2 separate regions of the Mus musculus genome follow, and region 1 is linked to region 2. Evidence: chromatin contacts called from public HiChIP or PLAC-seq data. All regions are on one chromosome and are shown on one strand. Each heading gives the region's core, a stretch centred on a gene start, on an enhancer-like site or on the middle of the called end of the contact. The rest is flanking DNA. Distances are from core to core; before and after follow the strand shown. Region 1 overlaps Gm33655 (a long non-coding RNA gene). Region 2 has its middle 25 kb from the start of Gm40228.

What was found. HiChIP or PLAC-seq counts read pairs in DNA pulled down with a chosen protein or histone mark.
Region 1: an H3K4me3 HiChIP or PLAC-seq map of neural tube shows a contact between it and region 2, with 5 times the contacts expected there. The contact joins two enhancer-like sites. A contact is called at or near these places in 3 of 15 datasets of contacts at CTCF or cohesin (the NIH/3T3 cell line and stem cell-derived epiblast-like cells), 4 of 484 Hi-C or Micro-C datasets (the F1.1 cell line, LSK cells, embryonic fibroblasts and 1 more) and 5 of 115 datasets of contacts at active chromatin or transcription factors (embryonic basal ganglia, embryonic limb bud, embryonic stem cells and 2 more).

Annotation. Positions count from the first base shown.
Region 1 is chr4:114,646,662-114,652,998 of GRCm38.p6, reverse strand. All of the region lies in intron 1 of Gm33655 (a long non-coding RNA gene), which reads left to right. Among named protein-coding and RNA genes, the nearest start is that of Gm12829, 31 kb to the left of the region's middle. Within about 2 kb of position 4,163, at least 38 of the 459 cell types and tissues checked have an H3K27ac peak or open chromatin away from gene starts, as enhancers often do. A contact at or near this core is called in neural tube, where this site is marked.
Region 2 is chr4:114,318,514-114,324,664 of GRCm38.p6, reverse strand. No RefSeq gene overlaps it. Among named protein-coding and RNA genes, the nearest start is that of Gm40228, 25 kb to the left of the region's middle. Within about 2 kb of position 3,009, at least 13 of the 459 cell types and tissues checked have an H3K27ac peak or open chromatin away from gene starts, as enhancers often do. A contact at or near this core is called in neural tube, where this site is marked.

The DNA.
Region 1 (6,337 bases), core at 2,914-5,413, 330 kb before region 2:
AAACAGACTTTCTTCTTTTGTTCTGAAGTTCGACTACCACATGTAAGTCAGGACTCCACCACTTTCCTTTACATTATCATACCCATTGTGTGGGTGGGTGTCACCAAAGAACATGTGTGGAGGTCAGAGGACAATCTGTGAATCAGCTTTCTCTTTCTACCATTTGAGTCCTGGGGATTGAACTCAAATCTTCAAGTTTGGCAGCAAACCTCTTTACACACTTAATCATATTGCCGGCCCAGCCCCACCATTAAATTACTTTGAAAACGCTACTTAATTTCTTGGTCTCTGTTTCTAGATCTGATAATTGGAATTATAACAGTTCCTACTTCTTGGCAGCAGAAACAGGAAGCAGCAGGCTGACCACATCTCATTTGCATACAGGAAGCAGCAAAGACAGAGCAGGAAGTAGGGCAAGGCTAGAAACAAGTGGTTTTCAAACTTTTCTAACGCTGTGACCCTTTAATACAGTTTCTCATGTAAACACCTCTTCCCCGTGATAAAATTATTTTATTGCTACATCATAACTATAATTTTGCTACTGCTACAAATTTTAATGCAAATATTTGATATGCAGGATAAACTCTCAAAATCCTCCCAAAAGTGATGTTGTTCTTCTAGCAAGGTTTCATCCTTTAAAGGTTCCACTTCCCCAAACAGCACTACCAACTGGGGAATCAAGTGTTCAAATATATGTACCCATGGGGGACATTTCTCATTCAAACCACCAGTGCCTGTTATAGTAAAGGAAGGTAATAGGTTAAAAAAGAAAGATAGGAAGAAAAGAGAAAAACTTCAGATGACAAACTTAGTGAATCTTTCACATCAATCCACCTCTATCTTCCATGTTTGCTTTCCCATTTCTATCACATTGTTGCTTCTTTCATGAATGTTCTAGAAAGAATTGTGACCTCAGTCATTCAACAGATATTTACAGAACACTTCTGGATGCTAGGTGTGACCAGATGCAGAGACTGCTTACACAAAGAGGAACTCTGGGTTCAGCTAGTATTGAATCATGGGCCCTTCCATCTTCTCGCAAGGAGACTCCCTCCCAGGAGCCAGGAGGACCTGTGCTTGCTGGCAGGCAGAACAGATGCTATGGGCTTGAAACACTGGGATGTCCACTTTGCTCTGCTCTCGCTGCAGCCAGGCATGCTGAGCCTTGGTCACATTAGAGTCCTGGCTCTGCCAGTTTGGAGCCAGGCCACTTGTTCTTGGATAGACTCCCTTAATCTTATAAACCCTGGCTTCCTTACAAGTAAAACTAGGGTATAATGCCTGCCCTGCTTCAATGCCCGAGTTTCTGTGAGAGGAGATACTGGCGATACAAGGGAGACAAGAGCCCATGCCTCCCCTCCTCACCATCTGAGGGAAGGAAGCAAACACGCCAAGCTGTGTACTTTCATTCTCTACATGATTCTCCCACTCAGGATGCCTTTCTTCAGGCAAATTGTAACCCATACAGTTTGGTGAGAAAAGCTCCCTAAGTTCCCTAGGTCCCTATAGGTGTGGTGGGGAGCAGGACTCCTGGTCAGTCCTGGACTGTGACTTAACTCTCTCTTTCCAGGCTGGAGAGAATCCATCGTGGACCTCAGGCTGTTAGAGCTGAGCTTGGGCCAGGGATGTGCAGTGGGTCTTGGTTGGAAGATATGTGTAACCCCCCCTCCACTCCCACACATAAGACATCCAGGCATAGAGCTCATGGGAACTGCTGCAGGGCAGGGCTGGAGTTTCACTTTTGGCCTAGCTTAGATGGAGAGTGACAGGGCTGGGGGCTGCCTGACAGTTCAAAGAAGATATGTGACTCGGAGGTCAAAGTTCAGCAGAGAAGTCATTCTCTAGCCTCCTCAACTGGGAAAAATGTGTTCAAGCTGTTGCCCCTCCTGAGGTCTGCCCTGTCTTTCTGTTCCCTCCCCTGGCTCCTCGCACTTTTGGGTGGGGGCGGGGTTCTTCTGGGTCTCACTCACATGGCCTGGATCCATCCATCTTTATGCAAGAAGTTCCTGGGCTCTCGTCGCACTGAGCCTTCCTGAAGGTCAGGCTCTGGTGAAGCTGAGGTGGATAAGTTCACAGACTGGATGGAAGAAAGAGACAGAGCAGACCCTGTTGATCCAGCTGGATCTAAGCTCAGAGGATGAGAGCTTCTGTTTATCTAGTGTTCCTTATGAGCCACAGGTTGTGATGCATCACGTCACTGGACCAGCACCGTATATACGAAGCCAGTAGCTCCTATGCCATTTGGCAGCTAGAGAGCTATGAGTCACTCGGAGGGTATCTGCCTACAAGAAGCTGGTCTGGAAGCTCCAAGGCCTTATCCATTCTACCATGTGCCTTTCTCCAGAGTGGGGAGAGCTGCTCCACGAAGCTTGGAGCAGTGAGGGGTGTGTGTGGCTAGTGGTCCTCCTGGAGCACTTTGTCCTCGCTGGGCACCATGGAGCAGGCATGGGCTGGAGAGAGATTTGTCTTAAATCTGGGAGCTCAGCAGCAGCGCTTTCTCTTAGGCTCTGCCCTGTGTTCCATCTGCAGCCTTCACCTCTGCTGGCTTGATCTTGTCTTTGTTGCTAGCCCGTGGCTTCCCACTCTGCACTGTGCTTTGGCTTCAGCTGCCACTACTGAAAAGTCCATCTATTCTAAGCCATAAACCACTGAGCACCTGACCTCTTTAACTGTGTCTTAAAGAGACTCAAACAGAACCTGGTTCCAGGGCATCTAGCCAGCACCCTATATAAAGACAGCGAACCTCATATTTCTTTGGATATCCCTTCTCTGCAACCATTGCAGGAAAACCATTGCAGAAGACATCAATACTGTTAGGTCATCTGCTGTGACAATATGTCTACAGATATTCTTTTAGGTCCCTAGGAATTAGTATATGACCCTTCCTACTCAAACTGTTACCTCTTTTGCTCAGAGCTCAGCGGTCTGCCAGACTTTCCTGTTGATGGGAGTCTGGGCCATGGCAGAACCAGGATTTTGTCTAAGTAGCTAATAAGGCACTCAGCTTCTAGTGGGGAGACTGGCTGGGGAATCTTTCCTATCTCTATCACATTCCGATGACTGCCTTCTAGAACACAGCCTCCTGCAGCTTGCCAAGAAGCTGGCACTTCACATTGCCTGTTGCCCAAGGTCGCAGCCTCAGGCCAGCAAGGTGCAAGGAAGGGACCTGGTACAAGCAGCACGGTTTGAACCCCACTCCCTTCACTGGTCGGCTTTCATTGTTTTGCCAACTCGTTCCCTTCTCCGAGTCTCCATTTCCTCATTTGCACAAAGTGGAGAGAAGAGTAAATATGAGAATTAATGTGACAGCTTCGAAACACTGGCACTTTGGGGGCACTCATTAAATATGCAAAGTGGCAACTGTGCTCAATCTGAGGTGGAGCTGACAGATGAAACTGCCAGGAAACCTGGCTCTGAGCTGTCGATTTGTGGCACAAAGCTGCCTAGGTTACAGAGAGACGCTCAACAGGGCCCAGGGGATACTTTCCAGCCTGGAGCTGCTGCAGAACCAGACTCATCATTTCTGAACAGCCATACCCTTTCACACGCAGCCTCCAGTTACTCCCACAGCCCAGGCACTCACAACTACACGTGTGAACACGTCCCTGTCGGGCTAGGGTAGGGTCGTCAGGTTCTAAGGAATGAGATCTAGGCTGGATAGAGAGGGGTGGCAGTCAGAAAAGTAGCATCCAGGCCTCTTGGTTCCCAGACAGGCTAGCTCCAGAGTTCCAGGCAGCCCCTCTAGATGATCAGGACCAGGCTGGAGGGACACACGGACGGACACACACACACACACACACACACACACACACACCGCAGACCATACATTCCAACAGGTGCACAGAAGCCAAGGTACAGGCCCAGTACACACCAAACAATCAGACAAGTACCACAAGAGCCCAGCAAGTGACCCACAGGGAGCCAGACCAGGGTGCTCACATTTCTAAAGCATGCCTGCTCAGCCTTCCCTGTCTGTGTCTGCAGCGACAAGCTCCATTCTCTCTGCATCCTCCCCACCAAGCCGCTTGAGCTTAACCTGGGCATGTGGGCCGCCGCCGGTCCTGGGGCCATTATGCGGCCGCATGGCCTGCCTCGCAGGGGCGCAGAGCAAACTTAACCTTCATTTGGGAGCGCCCAGCGGCCAGAGCGCGCGGCGCAGCCATCGATCGCTGCTAATGGCCTCGTCTAAATGCGGAGCCGTTGCCTCCGCCCCCGGGTCAGGGCGCCCCCGCCCTAGCCCTGAGCTCGGTGCAAAATGGTGTTTACAAAAGTCAATATTGGCCACAGTGCTGCCCAGGCATGGAAGAGCCCCGCTGGGTGCCCCAGCACAAGGCCCTCTCCTGCTGTCCCAACTGACCCTAGTCCTGAATAGTCACCTGAAGGCCAGACATCCAACAGGCCTTGGCCAAGGTCGCAGAAGACTATCAATTGCCCGCATCCTTTCTGTTTAGTACTGTACCTAGGTATGTCTTGACTTCAGGCCCCAGCTCTTTAATGGGTCAGATCCTTTCTCTGCAAGGTCCCAGAGTGTCATTTTAAAATCCGTTTCCCAAGAATAGTTGAAGGATGGTCTTAGAGATATAATAGCCAGGAACTCCTAAAACAGACTCTCACTCTTCCTTACCTGGTTTCCTTCAGCTGGGCTAGCCTCTGCTCGGCTCAGCTTATCTAGGACAAAGCACCGTCTCTGGAAGGTTCACACCTGAATCTTGGTCTCTGCACTGAATGGCCTGGGTGTGACACTCGAACTTTTCTAAGCTCAGCATCACATGGAGGTGGGGGTCAGACACTAGGTAGCTGGACAATGGATCACCTGCTGGGGAAGCCTTCAACATGCTGACCCCAAAGCCTAGGCCAGGCCTCAGCCTGGAGCCCAGTGTTAAAACTGCACACATAGAGATCACACACCATTTAGGGTCTCCTTTTATTTTGCATTGCTAGTTTCGAGTTTTCAGGAAAACATAATAATTGCAACAGTTTCTCCCTATGCCTCTGATCTCTGGTCCCCTAAGAGGAAAGAATTAAAAGAGCAGGAGGAGGGGAGAAGGACTGGCCCCAGTGCTGTTCCTGGATCCCGCAGGGCTGGCAGACCAGCAACCAGAGCCTGCCCTCTGGTGGCCATGGCTATGCTGACAGCCCTGCTCCTGGATTTTTGGGCTTGCAGAACACATTTCAGGCACACTCCTATGTGGCAGCATATTTTAGATGGTCTTTTATTTGAGACATTATATTCGTTGAGTGTTTGAACACTAACAACCTCATTCAACTTCAGAGAGATTTCTCCGTGTCAGTCATAACAGCAGCCCCTGTGTGAGCTGTTTCTTCTCTTTCTCTCCAACACCTCATCCCACTGTGCTGATCTTTATTTTCATTATATACTGTGATTTTTCCTAAGTCACATTCTAATGAGCACTGGGTGGAAACTTGAATCCAGGCCTCCACGCTCTAGGTCTGTGCCTGCAACCATTGCACCCTTTCTACTCTAGAATCCGGAGATGGTTCAGACAGTGTGACTTGAGCAGCCTAGATTAGTCATGTCTGGAGAATCAACGTTTTAGAATCAGTGAACCCTGAGAAGAAGGTATTTTAGATGTGAGGACTCAGGAATCATAGAGAAGGGCTTGCTGCGGGGATGGTGCAGAGGGTGGTTCCTGGTTTTGCCATTTGAAGACAGACAGTATAAGGCCTGGCTAGGTGGTGCTACAGGGTGGGAAACTCAGGACAGCCTCCGGTCTCCTGACCTGCGGTTCTTTCCATGTGTGTTTCTCAATCAAAGCTTCTCCAATCACGCTCTTTTTACAGCCATCGCAATAAAGCTGTGGACTTTTGTTCCAGAACAGCACATAAAATATCCCATTATTTGCTTCCTAGCCTGAGCTTCTGTTTTACGTTTTGAGTCTAAAGTGTAAGCCTCATAAAAGGTAATCATCTAAGGCCTGTTCAAAGAGAAGCCATAAATTGCCCATTTAGCCCAATCAGCCTTTATTGTGCTCCTATGGGTACCCGAGGAGGACAACCTGGGTCCCGGGGAGAGGAAGGGGGAGCAGAAACCCCAGCTCCAGTTTCCGAGCTTCTTAACTCTCTTTAAGGGAAGAGTGCCAAGGTGTAGAGTTGATCCAAGGGACAGAAATGACATAGGAAACATCACCACTGTGCCATCCGTGTTTAGCTGCAGAGTGGGGGTGGGGGAGGGGGAGGCCAGTGGGAGCTGGGAAAGAATGAAAGCAAAGAAGGCAGGATTTGCTGTTATTATTATTGCTATTAATTGCTCAGTAATGACTATGCCCTAGGCCCTGTGCTAGGTATGGGAAGTATCTTATTGTACAGCATTCTTGCC
Region 2 (6,151 bases), core at 1,760-4,259:
CCTATCCCATGCAGGGGTTCTCCTGATGTGGGCAAACATTATTCTACTTACTGAGTGTTGTAGACTCCTTTCCAGCTGCTAGGCATCTTCTAGCACCACCAGTCCCATTCAGCCAAGGATTTAGCTTCATATGGTCCTTTGACAGGGCCTAGCAGGTCTTTAAACCATTTACTTCTATGTGTGGTCCAGATCTAGTTTTGAGAAAAGCACTTCTATATTTTCTGCTTTGATGAACTCTGAGAGTGCAGGTTGTCTCCTATGCAGCAACCTCCCTTTACTCTGAATTTAGAACATCTGGCCAGCTACTCTCTAACCTCTCATATTTACCAGTGGGAGTAAGATTCCTGTCCACCATATCTCCTGAATATAGAGAAAACATCAAGCCCTTCAAAGATCCCGTTACAGCCACTTTCCTCAGGCTTGAGTTAAGGGAGGGAGAGGACAAAGATATGCAAAGTACTTACAGCTCTTTCCAGAAAACCCCTGTCTAACTCTCCACTTAGTTTTGGCTTCTTCCGCCTCCTTTATATGCCAGAGGTGGGTGGTCAGCAAAGAACCACAAAAGCAGTTTTCATCACCACCTTTGACAGTTCTTGCATGGTGGTCTTCCATTGTGTTTGGGATGTGTTATCTATTATCTTGGGACCTTGCATGAAATCTAGACTAATGTGGTTAAATTATAAAGTTATCTTTGCTTTTTTTTTTTTTTTTTTCAGGAAAAAGCACTGAGGCTGGTACTACTGTTTCTATTTAATGGGTGAAAAAAAAAACATGTTCAGAGAGGCTAAGAAGTAAACTCTAGGAATTATAATTGTAGTTAGAATTAAAAATCCTGCTTAATCAGATTCTCAAACTTCAGGGTTTCTTTTTGTTTTTGCTTTATAAAATCCTACTATACAGACTGACGATTTGCCCTTGCAATTGGTAGATGATATTCACAGGCTTATCACACAGCTGATTGTGGACATCAATACTCAGTCTGTGTGTTGGATGCTTATTGGATGCCTCAACCCCATGTGAGAAGGAGAAGAAAGCAGTCATGGGGGGCAGAGGAGGAAGGGATCTGGGTGGGAGAGGAGACAGGAAGAGGAAGGGGGAATATAATCAGGTAATGGGGGGTGGGAGTAGAGACAGGACTGAAGCCCTGAGGGCCAGCAGAAAGAATGGAAATGGGCAAACTTGGGAGGTAGGTGTATGTGGTAGGTATATCTAGAATATACTGGATACCTGGGAAGTGAAAAACTCTTAGGACTCAAATTGAGGGACCTTGGATGAGGTGCTCTACAGTGACAGTAGGGAGGGAAATTTATAGAATACCTTCAGTAGACAGGACATCAAGTGGAGGGATGGGGTTGCCATCCCACAGTCAAAAGCTCTGACCCAGAATTGTTCCTGTCTGAAGGAACTGCAGGGACAAAAATGGAGAAGAGCATGAGAGAAAGGAGGTTCAGTGACAGGTCCAAGTGGGGATCCAGTTCAAGTGGAGGCCCAGGGCCCTGATGAGGTTACTGATGCTGTGAAATACTTGCAGACAGGAGCCTAGCATGGCTCCCGTCAGAGACGCCCAACAAGCAGCTGAAAGAGTCAGATGCAGATACTAGCACCCAACCAATGGACAGAAGCTGGGGACTCCTATGGTTGAATTGGGGAAAAGCTAGAAGAAGCTGAGGAGGAAGATGGCCCCATGGGAAGACCAGCAGTCTCAAAGGACCCAGACCACAGGGTCAGCACTGAGCCACCAACCAGGCAACATACACAGCTGATATGAGGCCCCTGACACATAAACAGCAGAGGACTGCCTCTGCTGGTCTAACCTCAGTGAGAGAAGACACACCTAAAATTCAAGAGACTTGAGGCCCCAGGGAGTGGGGAGGCCTGGTGGGGTAGGGAAGGGAGGGTGAGGACATCCTCTTGGAGCTGGGGTGGGGAGCAGTCTGGGGGCAGACCGGGAGGGGGATGAAGTCTGGATGTAAAAGAGGATTAAAGAATAAAAATAAATACATTTTTAAAAAAAAGAACGTGTTTCTATTCAAGAACTCATTTGCTAGCATGCTGTCCAGCTCAAGAACCGTCCTCATGACCTGTGAATTGCTTTCGAAGAACCTAGCAACTAGAAGTGCTCCTTTGTGCTTGACCTCAGCACTGCCTCTACTCTCACTTTCTTTCCAAAGCTTTTATTTATTTATCTTCAGCTTTTGTTTTTCCATGCTGATTATTATATTGGATAGAGATCTTTATCATCACCAACAATACGCATTCTAAATTGGTGTATTTGTTTTGGGCATGTGCCTTTACCCTGTTCATCTCTGTGTTTGCCTCGATTCTTAGTAAATATTGTTTTGCAGTAGAGGTTAGTTGAATTGACTCATTGGCTGAGAAAAGTTAATTTGAGGGTAGGTTGGGCCCCAAGGGAGAGAATGAGAAGGGAAATGTGTACCTATAGGAGCTGTAACATCAGCCAACAATGGCTTATTCTCTCCATTCCCTGGGTGATCCTGCATGAGTCACTCTCTGTCAGCTTTAATTTTCTCCTTTGGCCAATGAGGTTGAGGGTCCCCATCCTGCCAGCCTCACCGGGAGTGTAAGATGAACCTCTGACAAGATCTTAGATGTGGAGAGAATTGACGAAGTATCAAACATGTGGGTTTGGTCTGGGAAAACAAAACTTATGAGTCAGCCTGGGTCCCTGCAGACAGTAAGCTGGGAGGACCCAGAGCCACCCAGTCAGTGTGAGTGGCAAACAGAGGTCTCTAATTTCTGGGATAAATTATCAACCAGGCAGAGGCGTCAGGGCTGTTGCTCTCTGTCTGGCCTCTTTGGCCATCTTGATCCTAACACATAAATCCCCTAGACTCCCCAGTCACTTCCAATCTTCATCAGTGCTTAGTTCTTAGCTTTGTCCCCCCTTTCTTTCCTGCTTGCTATTTTATAGGGCTGTAGGTCAGAGGGGCAGGATCCAGCTACAAATCTCACAAAACACTCTCTGCCTGGGACAGAGGGTGTGAGTTGTAGTGGTCTGAGGCAGGAAGCTCTGAGGCAGGGCTAGAAGAATTACCTTGGAATTACCTTCAGAAGACAGGATCTGGAACTTGCTATCTTGGTGTGCCCAGAACTGAGAAAGACCAAGAAGGAAGAAAGTGTGAAGAGCTTATTCGGAGTGATATGAGACTCATTTCTATCACATTGGTCTGGGTGCCAGTGACTAGGTTCACTAATGGCACCTTGTTTCATTTTCCTGTTCTTAATGAGGCTCCTAAGGTCATGGTGAGGCTCAACCAGAGTGTTCTAGACCAGTGTGTCTCTCTCTTCTATGACACATCTGGTATGTAGTTTCCTCCTCTCTTCATAACCCATGATTGAAGAATTTGTTACCTTCTCTTTATTATAACAATTTCTAACAGGAGATTTAGCAGATACTGGCTTATTCACCCTGAACCCTCAGCAGCAGTATTATTCTTGACTTGTTTGTGTTCATTAATGACAGGGCGGGGGATGAAGTCTTGTTCTTTGGTACATATTCCAGTTAAGAACTCATCCCTCACAGTGACTCTCATTGTACAGAGAAGGATCATGGAGTTTGGTAGCTTGCCTGTAGTCATGTGTAAATGAGGGGAGGAACAAGCAGTGCAAAGCCTGGACATCTTGTTAGGCCAGAGCTCAGCACCATCAGTGCTTACACAGTTCTATTCTGTGTCCTGGTATTTAGTTGTCACCTTGCTTTCACTGATCTGAACAGATACATCTGTTTATTCCGTGTCTCACTCCTCTAAGTCTTCAGATAGCTCAAATGAATCTCTGATCCAGGTCTTGTGAAGAGACTGGGGATACTGAGATGAGGAGTGTAGCCTAGTGGGGCCACGGCATTGGAATGGAATGTTCTAGGACGGTGCTTTAAGTGTGAAAGAGAAGCACACTCTGTCTTATGAGTAGTTGGAGCAGGACTCCTAATGGAGGGGGAGTGACTGAAGAAGCAGGAAAGGCATTGTAGCTAGGGAACAGATATGGAGACCGAAAGGGCTTGTGAGATATAGGATAGTGAAGGATCCAGTGGGGTTTACAAAGAAAAGAGAGCGTTTGACTGTGAGAGTCACAATGAGGTTGTAACATATGAGAAGACTAAACTGATAATTGGTTTTATACTGGATAGGCTCTTCTCAAAAAAAAGGCCTGCTTGTCCCCCACATTGGCTTCTGAATTTGCATGAATGCCCAGTAAAACCAGATGGTTGGATAATGGTGGACTTGCTCAAACTTATCTCTACAACACTGCAGCTCTTTCCATCAAGGGCTCAGCCCTGCTGCACTGAGAACACTCTCTTCCACCTTCAGTTTTTTCCAAGCTAAGATTTCGATGCTTCTGGCTACAGATGGAGATCTTGGCTCTGGGATGTGTTCAGCTCAGAATTTCTGTAAGCCCTCATGAGCTTCTTATAAAATCTGAGGTGTGGGCCAGGCTCCAGTTTCTAAACACTTGTCTAAATCACTTCCATGGCTTTAAGGCCTATTACACCTTCCCACCTCTCACCACATCCAGAGTACTTTGTAGCTAAGCTGGGAAGAATCAAACAACCCAAATGGCAACCCTGATAGATATAGGGTTTGCCTGCAAGAGGTGAGAGAGCTCACCCTTAACCCTGGGAGGAGAACTACTCAAATGTATAGCTGTAAACAGTTTTAATAACTCTGGACATTAAGTCTCATTTCTATTTTTTTTATTTACAATCACTTGTGAAGCAACTAACATACTTGATTGGAAGATATTAAACTTGTCCTCACTGCTTGGCAGGGGCTCCGGAAGCCTATAGGGTGTGGCTTTTCTTGGTGTTCTATTTTTAAAAAAGAGGTTGATTTCTCTCTCCTTCACTCTAGGAGTGTAACATTCTTGCCATACAGCCATGTTCCCACCTGAGACCCATCACTCCCTCCTGAAGCTTGTTCACATCCAACTTCCCTGGATGCTTCTTCATCCAGAGCATCTGATAACAGTTTTCTGGCATTTCTTATTGTCTTGGAATCACAGTGTTTCAGAATCTAAAACTTAATCTGTCTGGACTATTAATGTCTAAAATCATAAATTGTAAGAAAGTCATAATTATCCACTTTCTGAAAGTTGGCAATAAGGATAATCAAGATATTGAATGATAGAATATGAAACAGTGAGGAATTCAGCATGCATGAGGCCTCTGCAGTGAGAATCAGACCAGGCCAGGCATATTCTGCTAACTGATGATGATTAACAGTAGTGGCAGTTTCAACCATCAGCAGAAGGGTAGAGAAAGGGAAGAGATGTGTTTTAGTTGGCCACACATACTCACAAGTTCTCCTGTCATGTTTTTGAGTCTCCTGGGCACAGGGGGCAAAGAAAAATTGAGTTAGTGCTATTATACAGACACTTGTAATTACAAATCTGGACCTTCAATGGATTTAGAATTTTAGGCTACCAGGGTTTTTTAGACAAGAACTTAGAGTGTTATAGGTTAGCAGAGTGATAAATTTTGAAAATTGCAAGCTATAATAAATAAAGGGACCTCTGACTATATACCTAGCTGAGTTTTCCCATAGTGGACTAGTTTAAGGTTTTGGGAATGTCTAGGTTCCAGAAAGCTTGCTGGAGGCCACTGCAACTTTTATAGAGCATTGCAATATCTGAAGTTCTAGCTGGATGTGGCAAGAGGCAGGAAAGAATAAGCCACAGCACATGGCTACCATTGGGCATACCAAAAGCATCTCAACCAAATACAACTCAGTGAAATTACCATAATATTAAGTCCAACTTGGTGTTCCTATTTGTCATAACCAATTTTTTGTCTCTAACAGAGTATCTGGATAACTTATAATGAACATAAACTTTATGGTTCTGGTAGCTGAAAAGTTTAAGAGCTTAGCAATGATATCTGATAAGGGCTTTATATTGCATCATTTCATGGGGGAGAGCAGAAGGGTGAGAGAGGAAGAGAGAAGGAGAGAGTAGGAAATCAAGGTAGTCAGGTTCACTCACATAACAAATTCACTGTCAGAGTAAGTAGCCTACTCCTGTAATAATGATGTCAATCCATCTAGGAAGGCAAAACCCTTATGATCTGGCTACCTCTTATTGGGCTTTATGTCCAAACTATTGGGGATTAAGTTTTCAGCACATAAACTTTGAGAGA